2 separate regions of the Mus musculus genome follow, and region 2 is linked to region 1. The links are chromatin contacts, called in public promoter capture Hi-C maps. All regions are on one chromosome and are shown on one strand. Each heading gives the region's core, a stretch centred on a gene start, on an enhancer-like site or on the middle of the called end of the contact. The rest is flanking DNA. Distances are from core to core; before and after follow the strand shown.

What was found. Capture Hi-C pulls out chosen DNA fragments and counts their contacts.
Region 2: a contact with region 1 is called in a promoter capture Hi-C map of liver. The contact joins the promoter of Rbm12b2 here to the promoter of Tmem68 in region 1. A contact is called at or near these places in 1 of 39 promoter capture datasets (pre-B cells), 1 of 484 Hi-C or Micro-C datasets (CD4 T cells) and 1 of 9 other capture datasets (liver).

Annotation. Positions count from the first base shown.
Region 1 is chr4:3,573,002-3,577,151 of GRCm38.p6, forward strand. It overlaps Tmem68 (transmembrane protein 68), which reads right to left and starts at 1,852. Exons shown (of 8, transcript NM_028097.4): 1 at 1,703-1,852. Tgs1 (trimethylguanosine synthase 1) reads left to right here and starts at 1,878. Exons shown (of 13, transcript NM_054089.4): 1 at 1,878-2,128. The coding sequence starts at 2,025.
Region 2 is chr4:12,087,342-12,091,491 of GRCm38.p6, forward strand. It overlaps Rbm12b2 (RNA binding motif protein 12 B2), which reads left to right and starts at 2,029. Exons shown (of 4, transcript NM_198957.2): 1 at 2,029-2,182; 2 at 2,322-2,386. It overlaps Tmem67 (transmembrane protein 67), which reads right to left and starts at 616. Exons shown (of 28, transcript NM_177861.5): 1 at 374-616. The coding sequence starts at 596.

The DNA.
Region 1 (4,150 bases), core at 602-3,101:
ACAGAAATAGAAAAATACATTCATAGAACTAGAACAATCCCCAAACTCACATGGAGACACAAAAGACGAAATGTCCAAAGCAACCCCGAGCCCTAGAATAATGCTGAAGGCATTACCATACCCACCTTCAATGTAACCAGAACATGGAACTGTCATGAAGACATGTAGACCAAGGAAACCAAACAGAATATAAAAATAAACCCACGCTCTTGCCACCAATTTCTTTTAAACAAAGGCAGCAATGTTATTTTGCCCTTTAAAGTATTAAAAGAAAATATAGGGGAAACTATGCCCTCCAAAGAACAGACATCCAAAGCAAAAAAAACAAAAAAAAAACAAAAACAAAAAACAAAAAACAAAAAACAAAAAAAAAAACTATTAGTTGAACAGTAGATTTATTTCTAGAGTCAAAAGATTTATTTCTAAGTAGTCAAAAAACCCAAATAATCCCATTAAAAGGGGGGCTTGAATAGTCACTGGCTATCAAACATATGAAGAATAGATAGCAACACTGTTGTTGCTACTCTTGACTGTCAGCTTATGGGTTTAGAACCACCTAAGAGACAAACCTCTGAGAATGTCTGTGAGGTTGTTTGGTTGGTTTTGCTGTTGTTAATGGAGGTGGGAAGTCTCACACTAACTCTGGGTGGTGCCATATCAGTCTCTCATACAAGGAAGTTAATCTCAAAGATTAACAGCGAGTCAGGACAAGTGCAGGGAAGTATATAGACATGGTGATTTAGTGGGTGTGGAGCATAGCCAAAAGGAAGACTTAACTTTTAAAGCACAGTAGGAAAACTGGATTACAAAGTGAGTATCCAAAAACAGCTAAGAGAGAACAGTTTGAATGCCCCAACACAAAGAAACAGTGTCTGAGGTGAGAAATATATCGTTTCCCCGGATCTTCTCATGAATGTATCTTCTCATGATCTTCTACATGCACTGAAATGCTGCCCCGTGACCCAGAAATATGTAAAATTATTACATGCCATTGGCTTTTTAAAGAATTTTAAAATGTTTTTTTTTAATCACCTGACCCTGTGGGGAGGATGCATGAGTGAGCATGTGAAGGCGGAGGACAACTTTCATGCACCCGTGAATGTTTTGTCCCTTTAACCAACTCGAATAACCAATAAGCCTTCTCCTCACACCCATGTGTCACTTATCAATAAAAAGAAAACAAACAACAAAAACCCCTTGAGTTCAAGCTTCTTTCTCCGGGTTCTGATGTACATTACCTTGCAAAGATTTTGTTTTTCAATATAAAAATGCTCTTCTACTTTTGGTTAAAGTCCCCTACTCTTTTAATGACTACTCTTCTACTGCATCATAGTCTAACTCTAGTCACTCTCTCCAATAATGCTGTAAGACATTTAGTTATTTTTGAGACAGCATCTGTGTGGACCTGACTTGCTCTGCAGACTAAGCTGGCCTTGATCTCAGAGAGATCTGTCTGCTTCTGCCTCCCAAGTCTGAGATTAAAGGTGTATACCACCATGCCTATCTATAATTCACATCTAGACTGGTATATTGAATTTAGGAGTTATGAAAGGAAGGAATACTGCAGTTGTAGATATACTGCACGGCGCAGGCGCAGAGGCCGGGAACTAGTCCGGCTTTCCGCTCCGGGCCCCGCGACCAGGACACCACGCCTGCTACCGGCTAGAACAGCATGGAGAAGTCCATGGGGAGCTCGACGCACCTGACAAGAAAGTCACAGGAAATCGGCGACCTCGGCAGCTGGTCGGCGGCAGAGCCGGGAGAAGCAGACACGCGGGTAGTGCCGGTTTCCTTTAACTGCCTGAGAGGAAGAAGGCCGAGCCACATTGGGTGTAGGACCGTCGGTCGCCCCGCCCCTTCCGGTAGCTGCTGTCGCTGCTTCCGGTAGCGCGGCTGGCTGGCTCCCGGCTCGAGCGTCCCCAGGCGCGTTCCGCTCCTCTGCCCGCGCGAGTTACGCCTTTCTGTCTTCAGCAACAGCGCCCGGCCCAGTCGCGGACAACACCAGAGCGAGCCCGGATAACGAAATGTGTTGCGAGAAGTGGAACCATGTGGCCGAAATGCTGCTCTTCATTGAAGACCGCGAGGAGGAGTACAAGATCCTTTGCCTCTGCTCCCGGGCATTTGTGGAGTAAGTCGCGACGGTCCTCTCTCACTTTCTGTCCTTGCTCAGGAATGGGGGTGTCGCAGAGTTAGAGAGAGGCTTTCCAGAAAGCCACATGACCTGATGTCTAAGAAACTCGAAACCCCGCGGGCATGAAGGAATGTTCTACTGCAATTACTAAAGGGAAGATTAATATAATTTTGATTTTTTTTTAAATGTGGTACCTTATATGTGTCATTTCGGGTTTCCATAAATGAAGGGCCAATCTCAACATTGGTTGAGTCGGGCGAGATGGCCCAGGTATTGGCCATGCAGAAGGATAGCAAATTCAAGACCATCCTGAGCTATACCAGTAAGATGGAGTGTGAAGTGTAAACTAATACAAATAGATTGATGAGATGAAGGATCAAATTAGAGCTCTATTTGCAAACTGTAAAATCCTTTCCAACAAAAATTTATGTATCTGAAACGTCTAATTATTTGAGATAAAAGTGTTAACTGTTTATGGCAGTTTTAGAGACATCTCTGGGGGAAATGTTGGTTTCATGTTTAAAATTGCCAGAATAGAAAGTACCTTCTGGTGGGAAAAGCATTGACAAATTTTAAATTTGAAGGTACTCATTTTCATTATGTACTTGAGGGAAGATATCTGAAAGTTTCCTCAAAAAAGAAATATAACACCATGTTAAATTTAACATTTAAAAAATGTACTAGGCTCATTTGCACAGGTCCTGCTGGTTCAGAGTTGAACAGTCTTCTAGTGGGGGAGTGAGGATGATTATAAGACCGAAAAGAAGACTCAGAGACAAAGGTTAGAAATCCGGAGGGCTGCAGGCCTGAACCACACTGGCCCCAAATGTATTTCTCATAACCTTAATACACTTTACAGTATCATGGGAAACAAAGTCACAAACTAGCACAGACAATGGCTGACAGAGAATGGATATCTGTTCCCATCCGGAGGCCTCCCTGTTCCTTCCACAAAGATTAATCGAACGTTCAGCCTCTCTCCTTGAGCCTCAGTTGTAGCTTTTTGTTCCATGCCGTTGGCAGGCCAGGAAATCTGTCAGCCTGACCTGCCTTGACTCCGCCTAACAGACAGGCTTTTACAGAAGCAGACAAAAATGACTCCCAACGCTCAGGTGTACATTTAATTCAGTAAAGTTCTTTTTTATGCTCCTATTAGATGCTGGTAGGTAATGGAATATAAGATGGGACCAGGCTGCGCTGAATTCACTTTCTAAGCAAAAGAGATCAATATTGCACTAAGGTAGCGGTTTGCACAATTACTCAGTTAACTCAACTGGATAAGAGACATGTCTGTGGTGCTTTGATAGCAATCTGGCAGGATGGACAGTGAAAAATATGAAGCCTTGGGAGAGGAAAGGAACTCCTCCATTTAGAGTCTTCTTGAAGTGCCTTTTTGGCAGAAAGTCGAGAAAACCAGTATCCTTAACAGAATTTTATGTAAAAATGGCCTGAGTGAAAACATTACTTTTATGTAAAAATAGTTTGAGTAAGTATTAAAATAGGCTGGTGTGAATACTCACGCCTTTAATCCCAGCACTCAGGAAGGGGGAGGCAGAGGCAGGCTGATCTCTTGAGATCGAGGCCAGCCTGGTCTTCAGATAGGTTTTAGCACAGTCAGGGTTCTGTTACACAAAGAAAGCCTATCTCAAGAAGAAGAAAAAAAGAAAAAGAAAAAAAGGAAAGGAAGAAAAGTTGGACTGCAGCAGTGAGGTGGCTCAATGAGTAAAGGCATTTACCACCAATACTGAGGACCTGGGCTTGATCCTCAGGGTCCACGTGGTGCAAATAGAGACCCAACCCTAAAGACTTTAAGACATGGTCTTACCAAGTGACTGAGTGACTGGCTGGCCCAAAACTCACTACGTAAACCAGTATAATTTCAAACTCACAGAGCTTTGCCTGTCTTTGGCTCCCAACACTAGGATTAAAGGTGTGTGCCACCACATTCTGCCATATGTATGTATGTATGTATATATGTATGTATCTATGTATATGTTCTGTTTTGTTTTTTTAGAGACT
Region 2 (4,150 bases), core at 779-3,278, 8.5 Mb after region 1:
GAAGTAGAATTAATGGTCACAAGAGTTTACTAATTCACATTTCTTCCCTTGCTTTCCTGTCAGGGTACCTCACTAGACGCCTCAGGTTATTTCTTTTCTATTTCTATTCTACTTTTCTTAGGCGGCTTTCAGGTGCCATCCTAAGGATTCCCTGCCAGAGACTGACTCCGGGGAATGAGTTCCTGGAGGAGGGTAGGGTGGTGGCGCCTGGGTGACTGATCTCATTGTGTCAGCCGTATCCTCCCAGGAAACCCTTTCTTAGGTTTGATAGCTGTGCATTTTCTGAAACATTCTCCAAATAAAATGTCTGGAGTGCTGGCTGTCAGGAGTGCTTTATTTTGGTCAGAGTCCATCCACCCCCAAACCGCCTCACCTAGTGCATCCCGCCGCTGGTTGGCGCCACAGGGGGCACAGGAGAGCGCCGAGATGTCAAAGTACTGGTTGAAGTCGCAGGTCTCAGGCCGCCGGAAAGGGAAGGAGAAGATTTGTGCCCATGAGACTTCGCAGAGAACTAAGAGAAGGTAGGCGGTGCCAGTCCGGGATGAAGAACGAGATCTGACCGCCATGGCCGCCACAGGCCTTGTACGCGTCACCATGGTACCCATATCCTGGGTCCGCAGTCTCCAGCTCCCCAGCAGCCTCCTCGGTGAGTCCGCTGAGCTGATTGGACAACAGGGTTCAGAAAAAAAAAAAAAAAAAAAAAAAAAAACTCAACCTTGCGACGCCTGGTTGCTAGGTTACCACGCACGCGGGAAACAATGGATCAGACATATGCTAAATAAATTAGGGGCGGTTATTTAAAATGTATTTAAAACTCTGGGACGCAGTCAATTTACCGTGTCAGGAAATACTACTACAGCAATGGAAAATATATGGTTTTAGCACTTAAAAGTGTTTCATGAAAGTGGCAATCACACCTACATGACAGTTTACCCAGGGGATTAATTTTGACAACAAAGGAGGTGCCCTATGTTTTTACTTTTTTTGTTTGTTTTGTTCTGATTTTCGAGACAGGGTTTCTCTGTATAGTCCTGGCTGTCCTGGAACTCACTTTGTAGGCCAGGCTAGCCACGAACTCAGAAATCCCGCCTGCCTCTGCCTCTACAGTGCTGGGATTAAAGGCGTGCACCACCATGCCCGGCTTTGTTTTTACATTATTTAAAAAACACTAAGGGTAGGGATTGTTTCAAGTCCTGAGTTTGAGTTTTAGCAAAGCAATACAAACAGAAACCCTCATTGATTTTATATATAATACCTTTATGACAAAAGTCTAGGAGAAACCTTGCCTACTGAATCTTGATTTCATACTTTCTCTGTATTGTGCATAAAGCACCCTACATATACACCTCATCTCACTTGGTTTGAGAACCAAATTTGGATATACATGAATATTGCCTATTAAAGTGCACAGCCTTGCAGACTGTTAGCGCAACAATGCCTAATAAAAGCCTCATTCTCCCTTTCTCCCCTGTCCCTGGTTCTCCTCCCTCTCCCAGAGGATAACTCTATTTCCCATCCCAATAAACCCCCGACTGGAGAACTGCCACATAGTGTGATTGTTGGGAATTGTCACATACACCTAACAGCACAGTAATAAAAGGTTGAAGGGATGCTTTCTGTAATACATACTTTAGGTAAGGCAGCCCGAAGGCCTGTTGTAAATACAGCTTGCTTTTATCTGCCTATGCAACTGCCCTGTTTTTCTCAGGTTTAACAGAAATCACAGGAGAGGATGGAAAACTCTGCAGCTTTCCACTTCCAAAGCGGTTCATTATGATGAAAAGAAAAAAAAGAAACCTTTTTGATTTGTATATTTTACAATTGCCTCACATCCCCGCCCCCCAGTGGAAGTTTTCAGGGGTGGGTCAGGGGCTCACAGATTGCCTAGAAATAGAGCATGCACAAAACCATACTACACTGCAGAGAACAGCCTTCCTCACTCACACCCGCCAATCACTGTAACCGAAGCAGTACGTCTGCGCACGCGCGTTCAGAGCGCCAAGGGGTGGCTGGTTGGGCCTGGATTGCGCATGAGCAGAGAGACGGTGCATCGGTTTGTCCGGACCGGAGGGGAGTGTGGTCTCCATTTTCTTCCGGCCGTGTTGGGCCTGGTAGGCCGTGCGGAGACTGCGGCGTCGAGGAGCGTCCCTTCTCCGTTTGTGTGGTGTGTGGTGACTGCCCGGTGCGAAGCACTTCTCAGGATGCCGGGCATGGGGCAAGGGAGGGGGTGAGAGCCGGAAGCACGGGCGTGCTGGGCGGGGGGCGAGCGCGGCTGGTGCGGTTAGGGCGGCGCTCGCTGACCCCCGACTTCCTCCTGTCAGCCTCCGTGTGGCGGCGAGTGAGCTTCCTGGGATCTTGACAGCGAAAATCTCGGAGCAGCGCCTAGGTATTTCTTTTCTTTGCCATGTCCACGTTGGTAGCGGCGCGGGAAAGGCCGGTTTTCTCGGGCTGGAGGTGCGCAGAGCGGCGCGGTGAGGTTGGGAGCCAGTCCCCTCGGGCGAGCTGGGGTGGTGCGTTTGCCCTCAGGACCGCGGAGCGCAAAGGAACGCGGGTTGGGCGGTCCTGGTTAATCTGAAAGCCGTCGGGCACCGAGTCTGGGGGCAGTATCAGATCCGACCTAGGATGTTGGCCTGGCGCTAAAAGAAGGAAACTCTGATCGTTGGCTCGGAGCGTGGACTAAGTCGAATCGCAGTCTCCGGAGGATTTCCCCATCGATGATGATGGATAACGGGGGAAGCGTGTGTCCTGTGGAATCGTCTTCACTTAACGGTTCCTGACCCGGAACTATGGCCCTATGTGGTCATGACGCCTTTTTATTTTAAACATCTACATCATAAAAGGCAGATCTTATCAGAGGATATTTGTGGACTGAGGTAGATTTTCTGCAAGGAAAATTCTTATTTAGGATTTTAATGGTTCTTGATACTGGGTAGTAAGAACGTTGGAGGCACATAGTAAAACTTGTCTCTCTTGCCAGGTCTGGAAAATGGCTATGTTCGTTAAAATCAGCTCTTAAGTCCAGCCTACTGATGTCCTCTGCATCATGATTAAAAGATGCACACATAAGATCATTTATTTAAGGTGATCTAAATGGAAGGATGGCTTGGTAAAATTAGCAACGTTGATTAACTTATGTTTATCATTAAATGAAATTTCAAGGATCCCCTCCCTTTTCGTAGCAGTTCAATAGAGGCCTGACAGCAGTGGCATCACTAAACAACAGGGTTATTGTGTTGTTCGATATTTGTGCAATGGCATCCAAAACTAGGACAGGATAATTTGTGCTTTGACTTTGGAGCAGGCTGATGTGTCAGTAGACTTTCTGGAGATTGTAAGGAAATAGTGTATACTTTGAGTCTCTGAGATGTTCTCTTAGACGGTCCTGATTGTGGGCGAATGATACCTTACCCTGCTATGGCAAGGACATGAAAGTTTAAACATTAGCTTTTATTTGACAAATTAGAACAAACTTATGGTCCGTTGGATTGGAATTGAATCACTTCGTGCCTGTGAAACTGCTTAATGAAGAAGATTTTAGTTAAGACAAACAGAAAAGGTGATTATTAAGTCAGGATGTGTTGTGAGAGGCAACTTTAAATTGGTATGTGCTTTTTTCCTTGACTCTCTCAGAATTTATGTATTTGTAGCCGAATTCTTATCCTCGGGGTATATCGCTCTTTTTGGATTTGAAAAAGTTTAAAGACAGACAAGTTGAAATCAGCCAAGTCAGTTTCCCTAGGAGTCTTAGAATTTGGATGTGGACAGGTTTCAAGGAGCCGTTTTTAGTTTTCTTTGAAGGTTGTGAATATTGACTTGTTGAAATCAAACTTACAGGTTTCTTTTCGTTTGTTTGGATCTAGTGTTTGTATGCTTTATATTTTGTACTGCAAAGATTTTAATAACAAAGCTCAATAATTTCCATATGTAGTGTGCTACATACAGTGTAGTTCCATTATTTTACTGATTAACTTTTGGATTAAGCATTTAATCTGTAGACCCTCCCCACCTGTTTGTTAAAGACAGCTTTTCAAACTTGAAGATCAATTTTTATTTGTAAACTAATAGTAGTTACAATGATTTATTTTTCAACTTTAAAAAGATACTTGGTAAATATTGTTTGGTTGTCTGTGAAAGTGCTACTAGTAAGTTT